Linked DNA regions of Zea mays: regions 1 and 3 are each linked to region 2. The links are chromatin contacts, called in public Hi-C maps. All regions are on one chromosome and are shown on one strand. The core of a region is the stretch at or near the end of the contact, and the rest is flanking DNA. Distances in the headings are between cores, read along the strand shown. Region 1 holds the start of LOC100281370 (WRKY DNA binding domain containing protein). Region 2 holds the start of LOC103651065 (probable WRKY transcription factor 64). Region 3 holds the start of LOC103651067 (probable inactive serine/threonine-protein kinase scy1).

The links. A called contact is a pair of places that touch in the nucleus more often than the background predicts.
Region 1: a Hi-C map of leaf shows a contact between it and region 2, with 5 times the contacts expected there. The contact joins the promoter of LOC100281370 here to the promoter of LOC103651065 in region 2. A contact is called at or near these places in 3 of 25 Hi-C or Micro-C datasets (endosperm, leaf and tassel).
Region 3: a Hi-C map of leaf shows a contact between it and region 2, with 5 times the contacts expected there. The contact joins the promoter of LOC103651067 here to the promoter of LOC103651065 in region 2. A contact is called at or near these places in 5 of 25 Hi-C or Micro-C datasets (bundle sheath, endosperm and leaf).

Annotation. Positions count from the first base shown.
Region 1 is chr3:190,002,676-190,007,275 of Zm-B73-REFERENCE-NAM-5.0, forward strand. It overlaps LOC100281370 (WRKY DNA binding domain containing protein), which reads left to right and starts at 1,532. Exons shown (of 3, transcript NM_001154288.2): 1 at 1,532-2,038; 2 at 2,206-2,292; 3 at 3,541-4,480. The coding sequence starts at 1,704. The coding sequence ends at 4,120.
Region 2 is chr3:190,203,153-190,207,245 of Zm-B73-REFERENCE-NAM-5.0, forward strand. LOC103651065 (probable WRKY transcription factor 64) reads right to left here and starts at 2,354. Exons shown (of 4, transcript XM_020550430.1): 1 at 1,156-2,354.
Region 3 is chr3:190,377,258-190,381,644 of Zm-B73-REFERENCE-NAM-5.0, forward strand. It overlaps LOC103651067 (probable inactive serine/threonine-protein kinase scy1), which reads left to right and starts at 1,825. Exons shown (of 21, transcript XM_008676662.3): 1 at 1,825-2,179; 2 at 3,329-3,427. The coding sequence starts at 2,054.

The DNA.
Region 1 (4,600 bases), core at 282-2,781, 200 kb before region 2:
GGTCAAATAAATACAACAATTGGGCTAATTGGTGCATGGATGGCACAGAGACAATGATGTAATCAATGCTGGGTGGTGAGATCGATGCCGAAGGGAGCGATGGTATATGGTAGGTATTCACCTAATTTGAAGTGAGATAAAATATATAAACATATGTTTTTTTTGCATGGCATAAAAATCACCTAGTTTTCTCTGTTGGAATCTGTCACAATTTCGTAAGACTATCTCCATCAACTTATCCATACCCGTACTCATATTCAAACTCCACTATACAAACAGTACAATCTACAATGCAGAATAGTACAAAACTGTGCTTATAGGTAAACTTTTAGTGAACTACTGTAGTTGGCCTAAGAAGAACAAACAAGGCAACAAGGTTAATTCTTCTGTTCCCCTTCCCTTTTATATTTTTTTTGGGGGGGGGGGGGGGGGAAACAATTAAGTAGTCAAAGGCTCATTTGCTCTTTTTATTGACTAGCAAGCCTGGTAATCAACTGTTAGTTTTATTTTTAATGATTATCTCAATATAAATGATTAATCTTAACATCGAGCAATGGACCATGGAAAACGCATTCATTGACAATTATGCTATTATTATTTGTGGGCTTCGTCAGTATGTCATTATTGGGCCCACTAATCATAGGCATGAGATGATATAATAACAGAGAGTGGCAAAATAGCAAATCAACTCCCCCCGGCAAAAAAGGAAAAAAGGTGCACAAGAGTCAGTACTCCTCATTACTCGTACTAATTGTGGAGACTATACCTAAAAGACTTCTCAACTAAGTTAAAGAAGGTCCAATTTAAAATAAAATACATCTTCGTTCCTATTCTGTTTTTTCTCATGTTACATCTCATGATTGTATAATTGTAGGTGGTTAGACAAAAAAAAAATATGATGAAAACCGTACCGTTGCCTTTATGAACACCTAATGTCGCTTTTGTTTCAATAGAGAGTTAGCACTCGTGCAGAATGAAGAAAAGAAATAGATTAGAGATGATTTATAGTTTTTAGTCGATATTAAGGATAACATTTTTTAAGCATACATTAATGTCTGGCTCTGGCATCATCGATATCCTAAAAAGTTTTATTGATATTTAAATGATGATCTCACCTCTCATTCTCTATTTTAAATATCACTTTATAAACAATGTCATCTACAATACAAATCTTCTATTTTACACGATTCGCTGTAGACAGTCTAAGCACGCTTTCTTTTACAGTTAGTTTGATGTTCTAGCAAAACTATTGAATCAATTGAGATTTTGTGATCATTCAATTTTTCGAATCCCATGTCTAGTTTCTGAGAGCAGCACAAATAATTAAGAACGACTTGCTGTACGGTCCTGCCGAGTCCACAAGTCCGCGTGAGCCATGGAAGTGGAACGTGCCCCCTGTTGGCTGTTACCGCCACCAAACCACTCCAGCTCGTTCTGAGTTGTGCAGCTGCCGCGAGACTTCTTCCCGCGCTACCCGGGCCTCGCCTTCTTCCCTCCTCTATATAAAAGCCGCCAGGACGCCTCTTCCTCTACTTCTGTTCTGCCCAACCCCACTCCATCCATCCAAATCAGCTTTGCCTAGCTTATTATTCCTTACCGACAAACAAAACTGACACGGATCCGCACAGAGCAACGAACTCGCCCAGTCCGGCTGCTGCTGCTGCACAACGGACTCGATCTCACGGCCCCGCCGGCTCGCAGCCATGCAGACGCAGTCCCGCCTGGCCATGAGCGGCGGCGGCGGCAGCGGCGGCAGCAGCAGCAGCTCGGCCTCGGAGGACGAGCACGAGGCGGTGATCCGCGAGCTGACGCGGGGGCACGAGCTGACGGCGCAGCTGCGGGCCGAGGCCCTACGCGCGCTGCGCGGGCAGGGCCAGGCCGAGGCCACCGCGGCATTCATCCTGCAGGAGGTGTCCCGCGCCTTCACCGTCTGCCTCTCCATCATGAGCTCGCCCGCCCGCGCCCCGCCGCCGACGATGGAAATGCCCGCGCCTGCCCTGGCCCCGCGACGGGGCCGGGACGACAGCATCCCAAGAGAGTGAGTCGCCCGCTAGCTGCTCGCCTGCCTGCCTGCCTGCGCAACAGACAAATGGACCAGCTCCACCGGTTGGGGGTGGGGCGATGCTTAGTTTGTTCTAAACAAATTATCGCGCCCTGATATTATTGCTTGTCGCGTTCGCGTGCGCAATGCTTTGCTCGGCGCAGGCAACGGAGGACGTCCTCGCCGCACAGCGACGGGTACCAGTGGAGGAAGTACGGCCAGAAGAGGATCACTAAGTCGCCGTTTCCGAGGTCCATATATAATATCCCTCTTCCTACTTATTAGCATATATAGTACTTCTTTGCTACCTTAGCAAAAAAAAAAAAAAACTATACCCATTAGTCCTGAATGAAATATAATGGATGCATGTATCTTGAGCTGTTCTAGTTCAAATCATCTGATTGAATTTGACGAAGAATATTAATTTCTATGATGATATCAAAGAGACCAATTATGAAATAGATTTGTTTTCAGGATGGTTTGACTTTGTATAAATTAAGGAGAATCTACTGTATTTCTGAAGGATGATGTAATATATACACTGTGTCTGTTCTTTTATATATATATATATATATATATATATATATATATATATATATATATATATATATATATATATATATATATATATATATATATATATATATATATATATATATATATATATATATATATATATATATATATATATATACACACACTAGTAGTACCAAACTAGTGTAACGACCTGCCATAGGTACCAAACTAGTGTAACCTAAATAACTAACCCTACTCCTCCAATAATTCAGCACGCGGCCGCTATATATAGAAGAAAAGGGTAAGATTGCCCTGTTGCTGCAAACAAGGGCAAGTTTTGTGAGCGTGACGCATCTAGCTAGCTAGGCAGCGTGCTAGCAACGGCGTTCCTCTGAATGGACGGGAATAGAATTGGATGGGGATGTTGTCTTGAATAGCGACGCTGCGTGGCACAGCGCGAACACAAGAGACAAGCGTAAAAGCAGGCCGCGCTTGAGTTGACGCGCACGGCCGTGTTCGCCTTTATTTAAAAGATTCTGGAGCGGCCAGCAGAACGGATCGCCCACAGCCCCACATCTAAAGTTTGATTAGGCCTGCCTCTGCTCGAGCAAAAGCTAGCTGTTGATTAGAGATCATTCTGACGTTGACGCATGTTTATCTTCCAAGTAAACTAGCTACAGTACTGCACGCTTTTCTCTCTCTCTCTCTCTCTGCATTTGTTTTCTTGACCAGCTTTTTGTCACATCTATCTCCTGGTGGTGTACTTCTCGTGTAGTAGCTTAGACCTGGGTAATTAAGGGCCGGGACGTGTAGGCATCTTTTCTTGCGTCACATGTGTGACGCCGGACGCGATGGTTTCCTGTATTATTATTGGCCGCCATGTGCCGAGATGGATAGGCTGCTGATGTGATTCCAACAACAAGTAAGCGTGTTGTCTTATTTACTACAGTACCTGCTCACTTTTGTACGTACGTGCTGCGCAGGTGCTACTACAAGTGCAGCTTCCACCGCGAGCGCAGCTGCCGGGCCACCAAGCAGGTGCAGCAGTGCAGCGACGGCGACGGCCACCCGCCCCAGTACGTCGTCATGTACTTCAACGAGCACACGTGCGACACGGCGGCCTGGGAGCCCGCGGCGGCGGCGGCGGCTTCCTCGGGGGTGCCGCTGGACGACCTGTCCAGGTCCAGGCTGCAGGCGGTACTAGGCCAGGGCCAGCAGGGCGCTCGCGCGCTGCTGCTGGACGAACGCGGCGTCCAGGAGGAGCACGAGCGCCGGCTTCTCGTCTCGTCGCTCGCCTGCGTGCTCGGGGGCCAGCAGCAGCAGTCTCCTGCGGGCAGCGGAACAACCACGGCCGTCGACCCCGCCGTTAACGTGGGGCAGGAGCAGGAGCCGCCGCCGCCGCGGGCCCGCACGCCTGCGGCCGTTGACGCGGCCGGTGAGATGCCGCGTATCATTGGCGTGGACGTGGCGGGGCTGGATGTCATGGACTACGATGTGACGGACGCGCTGTGTCTCGCCCATTCCTACGACGACCTACCTGACGACGGGTTTCCGTTTTGCTGAGTGCGCAGCCGCACCACATGCATCTTCTCGCGAAACATACGTACGGTACATGTGCCAGGCCCGAGATAGTTCATGTCGGGCGCGACGGGTCACTGAGCCTTTGGTCATAGAACAATTAATACTGTGATATATAGTACTGTCTCTACTACGGAGTACTTATCTAGCAGTAGTAGTAACTACACACTTGCCCAGCTTATTACAGCCAGGCTTTGCGTATCTCCAGATAAGTTTAGGTCAGGCTGGCGTGATTAATTTGCAAGTTCTTTTTTTTTGTGTGTGTGTTAATCAGCGTGCATGCCATGTACTACTAGTTCCCTTGTTTTCGTTCCACTATTACAAGTGTGCAATGTTTTACATATATTACTGTGGATAAAAAACAAAAAAAACGCATACATTGTCAGTAATTTCAGCCGTCTCTTATGGAAATCCAAAGACTACTGATGATCCACCGCTTCGTGTGTACCCCCTCTTTCTCTCAGA
Region 2 (4,093 bases), core at 1,104-3,603:
TGATAAGCTGCTGCAGAAGCTGCCTGTTTGGCAGAACTTCTGCTTAAATTTGTGAAGAAGCTGAAAATAAGCTGTGCCAAACAGGGCCAATATCAGGTCTAAGTCTAATGCAACTGACAGTTAAGAGCCTTCTCCTAATATAGTAAAGTTAATTAGGGTGACAACAGATGTTCTTGGACCCTGGTGATGGTCATGTCTACGATGTTATACACCCATGAGTAAATATCACCCTTCTATAAACATGAGTAAAAGCAAAAAAATACTTCCATTAGTATTGTAGCTAATATAGTTTCTTTGAGTTCTTGATTTTGATCCAAAGAGACTGCCGAACTGAACTTCTACATGGATTTTTTTTTTTGAAGTGAAGGTACTGTAGGGAAGACCTACAGTAATCTTCTACATGGATATTTGCAAGGAGCTATAGTACCTTAGCAATCCTGCACCATTCAAGGAGCAAGCATTAAGAGTTTCCAAAGCTCAATCAAAGAGTCCAACACAGGTAGCATTACGCATTTTTAAGCACTTACACCAAGATATACGCTTGGATGGTCTAACAAGAAAGAACAAATCCTACTGATGACTGTTCTTGTAAAAAATACTAGTGATCACTATCTGAATTGATATATATCAAGTGAAATGTGATACATGCTGTGTGGTTGGTGTGAGACCTGATATAAAATCTATAACCTTTTGAAAACAGTACACAAAGGTACCTCTCATGAACAATCCAAAGTTACTGCCATAAGTTTACTGTTTACCTGTAGTAGTGTTTTGTTTTGAAGAAAACCTGTATAGTTATTTATTCTCAGTTTGACCACCTTTTGTACAAAACTACAGCTAATATGAAGCCTTTGTGTAAATAACTGATAGCGTTTGTATTGACATTGATTTTCATGTTCATTAATCAATTTTTTATTACTAAAGTAAAAGACAGGCACCAAGCCTTTTTACACAATTGCGACTGTTTTAACCATCTTTGAATTGAATTCTAGGTCAAAAGTAGTACAGAACTGTCCCACAAATCTTTGTAAATCTGATCAACAAATACAATGAAGTAAACGCTGTGTGAGCATCATCAATCTGAATGATAAATTATACTTTCCCATCTAAAATATTTGGAATGTAAAAGAGGGACGAGGGTGACAGGATTCTTACATGTTTCAGATGATGTGAGCACCATGGTGCACTAGTATGGGACAGTCACTAGCTTCGTAGTCCAAAAGGTCCCTCCCCTGATCATGCCTTCAGATAACTTTTCTGAAAATTGGTCTGCAGAAGTAGGATCTGAATTCGTTGCAATGCCACTTTCGTTAATGTATAACACTGTACTCCAGACTGCAACTACTCAACCACAGCACCATAGACTTCATCGTGCCCTGCCCGTTAATTATCTAAAACAAGTGGCAAACCGACAGTTGGAATACTTATGGAATAAAATTCCGTATGACCGTATCACAGTAATGAAGACCACTTTAGAAAACCAGCACAATTCACATGTGTGTTCATATGAGGTCATTTAGTCACGGCACAGGCCATGATACGAAAAGTGATTCTATCCTTTTGAAAAAGGAAAACGCGGAAATCTTCTCGAAGTGAGCTGATTTGGACCATGGCCCATAAGTAAGACCAGCGCACTCAAGCGTTGCAGAATAGTTTATAAGCACGCACCATTAGTCACTTCTCTGTCGTTATTACACTCGTAAACATCTGTTGAGAATTATCTTAAAGTCTTACGAATGGTTGCCTGACGTGCACTTCGCGCCATATGTATGTATGCAAATTAACTTAGATGTTATTGGCTTTACCTGATACGCCATAAAAACTAGCGTGCTTCATATTAAAGCCAGTTGCTGCAACGTAGTAATCTATAGAGACAAAAATATGGTAGAAAGTGGTACGGTACTACCTTAAAAACAAGCGAACAGATCGCGATCATCCTAGCTCTTTAAAAATCGATATTCTCAATCAGCCTACCTTTCGCCTGCGGGATTGGCCCAGCACCAGGAGATAAGGCAGCCAGGATTCATCATGAAGCCGGACTGTTTGGGTCAAAAGACATGGAACGATTCGGGCTCGCAGAAACGGTTGGACAGCCAATGAGCAAACCTGAAACCTCCTTGCACGATCCTCTCCGTTCCGTCGCAGCGAGTGTCCGAGAGGCCACCACCTCCTAAGGTCCTCCCGCATCGCCGTGCGGAGGCCCTCGGCCCTCCCGTCGGTGCAGTCCGCCGGAGGCCCTCCCATCGACGCCGCCGTGGGTGCCCTCCCGCGTTTTTCGCGGTCGGAAGTTTTCGTGGGCTATACGCAGGCTGAATCATTTATCGTTGGACTTCCTTTCCTGTTAGTGCGCTATGCGATTGTCTACAGGCGTGCGGACTGCCGTTAACGAAGTTGTGGGTTTTAAACTGTTTTTTGCTGGGCTGTAATGTATATCACGGGCCTATTTATATTTTTCATTCAAACTTAAAAACTCTGACTTTATAGCTAGAGTTCTAAGGGTATGTTTGATATGACTCTACTCCACTCTAGAGTAGCTCTACTCTAAAACTCCGGGTGAAGCAGCTCTGATCCAGAGTTTATATTGTTTCTCATAACAGGTGGCAATGGCGGGTAAATAACTTCAAACTTCATGACTATGTTGCTTTTTTGGAGTTTTCAGAGTAGCAAAAGAGGCACTCCAAAAAAATGTACTGTAGCTCCAAAAACTCTATAGAGTTTACAACTCTGGAGTTAGAGTGTTTAGCATGCCCTGACCAGCTCCTTCTCAAAGTTTTACTCTGGAGCCATACCAAACACGCCCTAAATAAGGCTACCTCCAGCAACAGCCGCTAAAGCGGTCTGTCCACTACATATAGTACATCGTAGCCTCCGGTATCCATCCAGCAGGGTCCTATATCTACTCTAATAAATTTAGTGCAGAGCATCATACACGCTGAATTCAGCGTTTCATTCGTCGCCCGCTATCCTGTTGTGCATCTGGACCCACTCACTTCCTCGTGTCGCATGCTGCTGAGCCCATCTTCCAGATCTAGACCCTCAACAGACAACAGCATGTTTCAAACTAGCTCGTCGTAATCCAATTTCAACGTACATGAACGTTTTTTCTTAATGCAAAAAAGGCACAAATGTATATTAAAAAGTTCTAGTAAAATATTTCTAAACATGTATGATTTATAATTACTAGATCCAAACAAAATCTATAATGTTATTTTTAGAAGCATAAGAAATTAAAATTGGGATTTTATGCAATATCGTGAAAAATAATATAGTTTTTAGAAGTTTGTTGACACTGTACATGTAGATGAACGAATTTAGGGGCTATTGTTGGAGATGGAGATGATACAGAGAACGAAATCTTTTAGAGTGTGTTGTAAAGTACAAAGAATATTTTTTTAGGAAATGAAATTTAGAGGAGTCGCTGGAGACCGCCTAAGTTTTATAAAGATAACTTTAACCAACCTTATATTAGAGTTTTAAAGCTCAAAAGTAAGCTAAAAATCTATGATTAAATTTTTTAGAGCTAAAGTTTAATAGAAGTAGCTCCAAATAGGACCTAAGTCAACTACTAAACATATGTCATATAAAACTAATTACTCCGTAAAGATTTAGTGCTCATTTGGATTGCAGAAATTTTAGAGTAATCATACAGAAATTTTACAGTAATCAATTTATTTTTATAGGAAAAACACATGAAACAGGAAAAAATCATGCAATCCAAAGGACCCTTTAAATTTTACTAGCAATACTTTCCTCAAGGTGTTAAATGTGAAATTTCTTCATAAAAAAGGCCAAAGTGCAAAAAAAATGGCACGGTGTAGAAGTAAACCCAAGTCAAATCCTAAAATATTTGCCCCACAAGTACATCGCAGTCACCACACCACATCATGATGCCCGCATTGGGCACTCTATCACCCACATTATATGCCTATAGCGTAACGCGATGACAGAAACGAGCTGCAGCGGAATACTCAATCGCGTGCACTATCATGCATTAGGGACCTAGAAACGCTATATAAAATTGTGAATTTTTACAGACGCACAACATATGTCCATATAAAATCATAAAAATGTTTGGATCATAAGATCTATAAGA
Region 3 (4,387 bases), core at 575-3,074, 170 kb after region 2:
AGCAGCTCCAGCTTGAGTGTTGAACGAAGCCATCAGCTCAGAAAGGTGGAAGTGAGTTGACCGGAGGTGGGCGCCAATGTTGGAGACTTGTTCTCAAATGCTAAGAATTAAGAACAAGGCAACACAAAAAATGTTAAGTGTTAAGGTCCTTCGTCCTCCATAACGATATATCCCTTCGGGATATAAAGCATCTCGGACGAAGGTTACGAAGGATATACCTTCGTAAGCATAACAACGAAGAATGAAGCATTCACATAGATTATAAAATATGAAGTAAACATTTAAATATTGTCATAGAGTTATCTCTACTTGTATTAATAAATATAAATGACTTTGAATTACAAATGTACCTTCGGTCCTGCGGAAGACAAAAGTACAAGCGTGATGCGAAAGCAAATGACAGGTTCACGTGAATAGTACAGAGGTACTGTTCATCTATTTATAGGCACAGGTCGCAGCCTGTGACAAATTACAATTATGCCCCTTGCGAAAGTTTATAGCATTGACTCAGACCTATATGTATAAAAAGGTCATTCTATCTCTATGTCGGTTTAAAACGCCGAAGCTCCATGAAAAGGGACCTTCGGCCATCTCTTGGAGACGGCTTCAGCCGAAGCTGCTTCTTCGTGTGAGACCTTCGGCGCACCGAAGCACGACCCCAACAGAGCTCCTCTACTCAAAACAGGTTGAACTGCCCCTGAGGATAGGGAGGTTCTCTAACCCCAAAACCTCACTCTAGTTGAACTCGCAGAGTGTCCAAAGAGTTTGTCTTTTTGAAATAGCTTTTGAAAGTGAGATACTTGAGCTTTTGCAAACACATTTACCTTGACAAATTTCTCTTACAAGAATGGTGAATTCTATGACTCAAGAAATATAAAATTTTACGGGATTGTCGCATGGAATCACATCAAGGAGCCGAACGATGTATATACATTGTCCTTGACGCATTCCTTTTTCGCTTACTTATTAGAGTTGATACACCTTCTGTCTTTACAATAACTGAACATATACTAGGAGCAAACTTGTTATAAAATTTATTTGTTTCGCCATTAATCATCAAATCTCTTAATTAGGGTTGATTGCACTTACAATATTGCTGTAAAGTTGAGACATGATCTAGAAATTTTCCAAGGATGAGTTTGACATAGTGAAGCAACATGATAGACTCGTCAATGGTAATGATGAACTATCCATCATATGCTTCTTTCTTATCCTTTTCAACAGACTGATGTTTCCCACTGTTGAGCATCAAATATTTTTTTATTACAATAAAAGATGTCCTTTTTTATTTTAGCTAAAAGTCTGTAAAAGAAAAACCGATGGGACGATAAAGATGAAAATAACTGCTATGCATCCAAACTCTAGTTGCAAGCGAGCCTCTTGATTTGTCTAATCATGATCTAGTCATATGTCGTATTTAAGGTGTAGTTTGGTTCACGAAACGTAACGTAAATGATAATGGTAATGATTCACATTCGAGTACCAGCGTAACAAGTTTGAATAAGCCGTTATTTATTTTTAGTGTAGTATCGATTACGGTTGGACTTAAATAAACATAATATAACATTATCGATTACTCATTATGTTACCAATATATGAACCAAACGACACCTAACACTTAAACCTTTCCACCACGAGTTCGAGTAGCTTTATTAAAAAACAACTAATAAACTACCGTTATATTTGGATCATGATTTAACGAATCAGAAGATTTACTTGCATGTTTGCATCTAGAGACTACTTATATAGTAGTAGCTGTCGATACGATAAAGATTATGCACCGAAGTGACTATAGATAAGGGTAGACGATAAATGATGCGACGGTAGATAAAGATCTGAAAAAATATTTGTGCGCTCTCTTCCAGGTGGGCCCTTTCTCTCCCCTTCTCCCCTCACCGGCTCACCCTCTCCCCTCGACGATACATTTCACCTCCCCGGATCTATCTCGCCGCGTCGGCGCGCTGGTCACCCGACGAAGCTAGGAGGCAGTCAAGGCGGACGAAGCGCTGCACCAAATTTGACGGGGGATCGAGCACAGGAGGCGTAGTGGAAAATGTTTAAGTTTCTCAAGGAGGTGGTCGCGGGATCCGGATCGGGGCTCAAGGACTTCCCCTACACCATTGGTGAGACATACGCATCCGCCTGGGGTTCATGGACACACCACCGCGGTACCTCCAAGGTACGCTTCCGCATCATTTCACCCCTTCCCACCCGATCGATCAGACCCCCCCTTGGATGTGTCGTTGTTTTGCTTCGTCGACTGGCGCGGTTCGGCAGAACTGGTTCCGCTTGTCGAATTTGGGGAGGAACGAGCTGTGAATGGTATGCTTGGCGTGCACTTTGCTGTGTGGTTCATGTGCTATGTGGCTGCATATGCCCTTGATTTTGTGGGTGTGCGTTCTGTAGCATTTTGAGAACTCGAATGCTGTTTTAGGGGTAGGTGTGACTATGTTGGACTATTGCTAACTGTTGTAGCCTTTAGAAGCATAATTGCTGGATTCATTGTAGATTTGATTCGAGGCTAGTCTGGTTATGCCAATGAAGGTATTTGGTTGTACTTTAGATTTTGTGTGATATACGTAGTTGTGTGCAGTTATTTAAACCACGATATGTTTGTTTGACTATGGAGCTCATTTACAGTGCCATGCCACCCAACTTGGTGAGAGTCAAAGTATATTAAGGATGTTACTGCTACTAGCTCTTATGTTGCATTCACCATACATCCAACTTTGTGTGATATATTTATGTTCAGTTATTTAAACTTCGACTGCTTGTTTGACTGTGCACACATCTTATCTCACTATTACATCACGTCAGCTGTAGGCTGAGGAGACGATAAAAGCAAATAATCAAATCTTGGATGCAGGGGTGGACCTATGACAAAATATGACTGAGGGCATACTTGTAAGGACGAGCACCAAAATACTAGAGCAGTGACATTTAAATTGGACTGAGCAGGGGACCTCATGGTGAAAATTTAGACTCTAGTACTTAGAACAAAGAAATGAGCGGGGGCCTGTGCCCTCACTCGGCCCTACTTGGGTCCGCCCCTGCTTGGATGACTTGCAAAACTAGTAATTCCTAATATATTGTTGAATACACAGAAGTTTAGCGAACATATGTCATATTACCACTCAAGTTTTTGTCACTGATATTGCGCACTGTCAATGGAGTTTATTATTCATCATAGGTTTACCATTAATACTGAATTTTCGTATGCAATTTTGATTTCTTAAGCAGTTTATCATTTTTTCCCACCAAATGATTATTTTGTCTGAGTTTTTTTGTATGTCATTGCCAACATTGTTTGTTGCCTTGTCTTCGACAGGATGATGGGTCACCTGTGTCAATTTTTTCTCTGTCAGGGAGCAACCCTCAGGACAGACACATGGTTGCTGGCCGTAATGGTGTTAAGAGATTACGAACGGTAAGCTAACAACTTCAGTCACTGGGTTTCTGATTACCAATATTCAATAGTGCTGTACCTTTTAGACTTGAGGAGCAGTGTACAAAGCCTTCTTTCAGAAAATCTAGACAACGTCATAAAAACATATAGGCCAAACTAGAAGGCAAAGTGCCAAAAAAGAAGATGAAATTGTTATGGACTGCGATGGGATTGGGGAATTGGATAGGGAGTTGTAGAGGAACGCCGGCCGGGGGCCTCTACCCACGGCCGGGCAAGAAGACTTGCTTTTAAGCCTTCTAACTCTTGCTTACCCTTAACTGATACAATAGTGTCCCTTTTATAAAGACGACCGACTTATCTTTTTCCAACTAACCAAATCTGATCTAATCCTTATCTCTTCTTTAACTAATCTGATCCAATCCTTATCAACCAAATCTGATCTAATCCTTTCTCTTCTCTAACTAATCTGATCCAATCCTTATCTTTTGCCCAACAAACCAATTATTCCGATCTGATCTAAGTTCGGCACTGTGGAGGAAGAAGATGACACCAAGATACGCGATGACACCGGTCCAACGAAGGCCTCAATGACCAGCGAAGGTGACGTTGCAGTGGCTGAGTTCCAACACACGCTAGGTGTTCCTGCTCCTGCTTGCGCATCTTCTGCACTCTCCATCGTGCAAGGAAGCCACGAGCAACAACATGCAGACCCACAACCACGAACGTCTGGCGCAATGCGGCCAACGCCAACTGCCACTCACGTTGCATCGCTGCCTTGATTTGCAGCAGCCCCTGCTCAACCACCAGGAGCGAGGCTTGCATCTTCGCGAGATCAGCCCTTATGTTGGCCCACAAGTCCACCATCGATGGAGATGGTGATGGTTGAGCCGTGGCTTCCCCTATTGGCGTTGCCCATGGAGAAGGTGATGGCTGCATCGACGACAGTGCCATGGGCGCAGCGACTGCCCATGTGGATGTCAG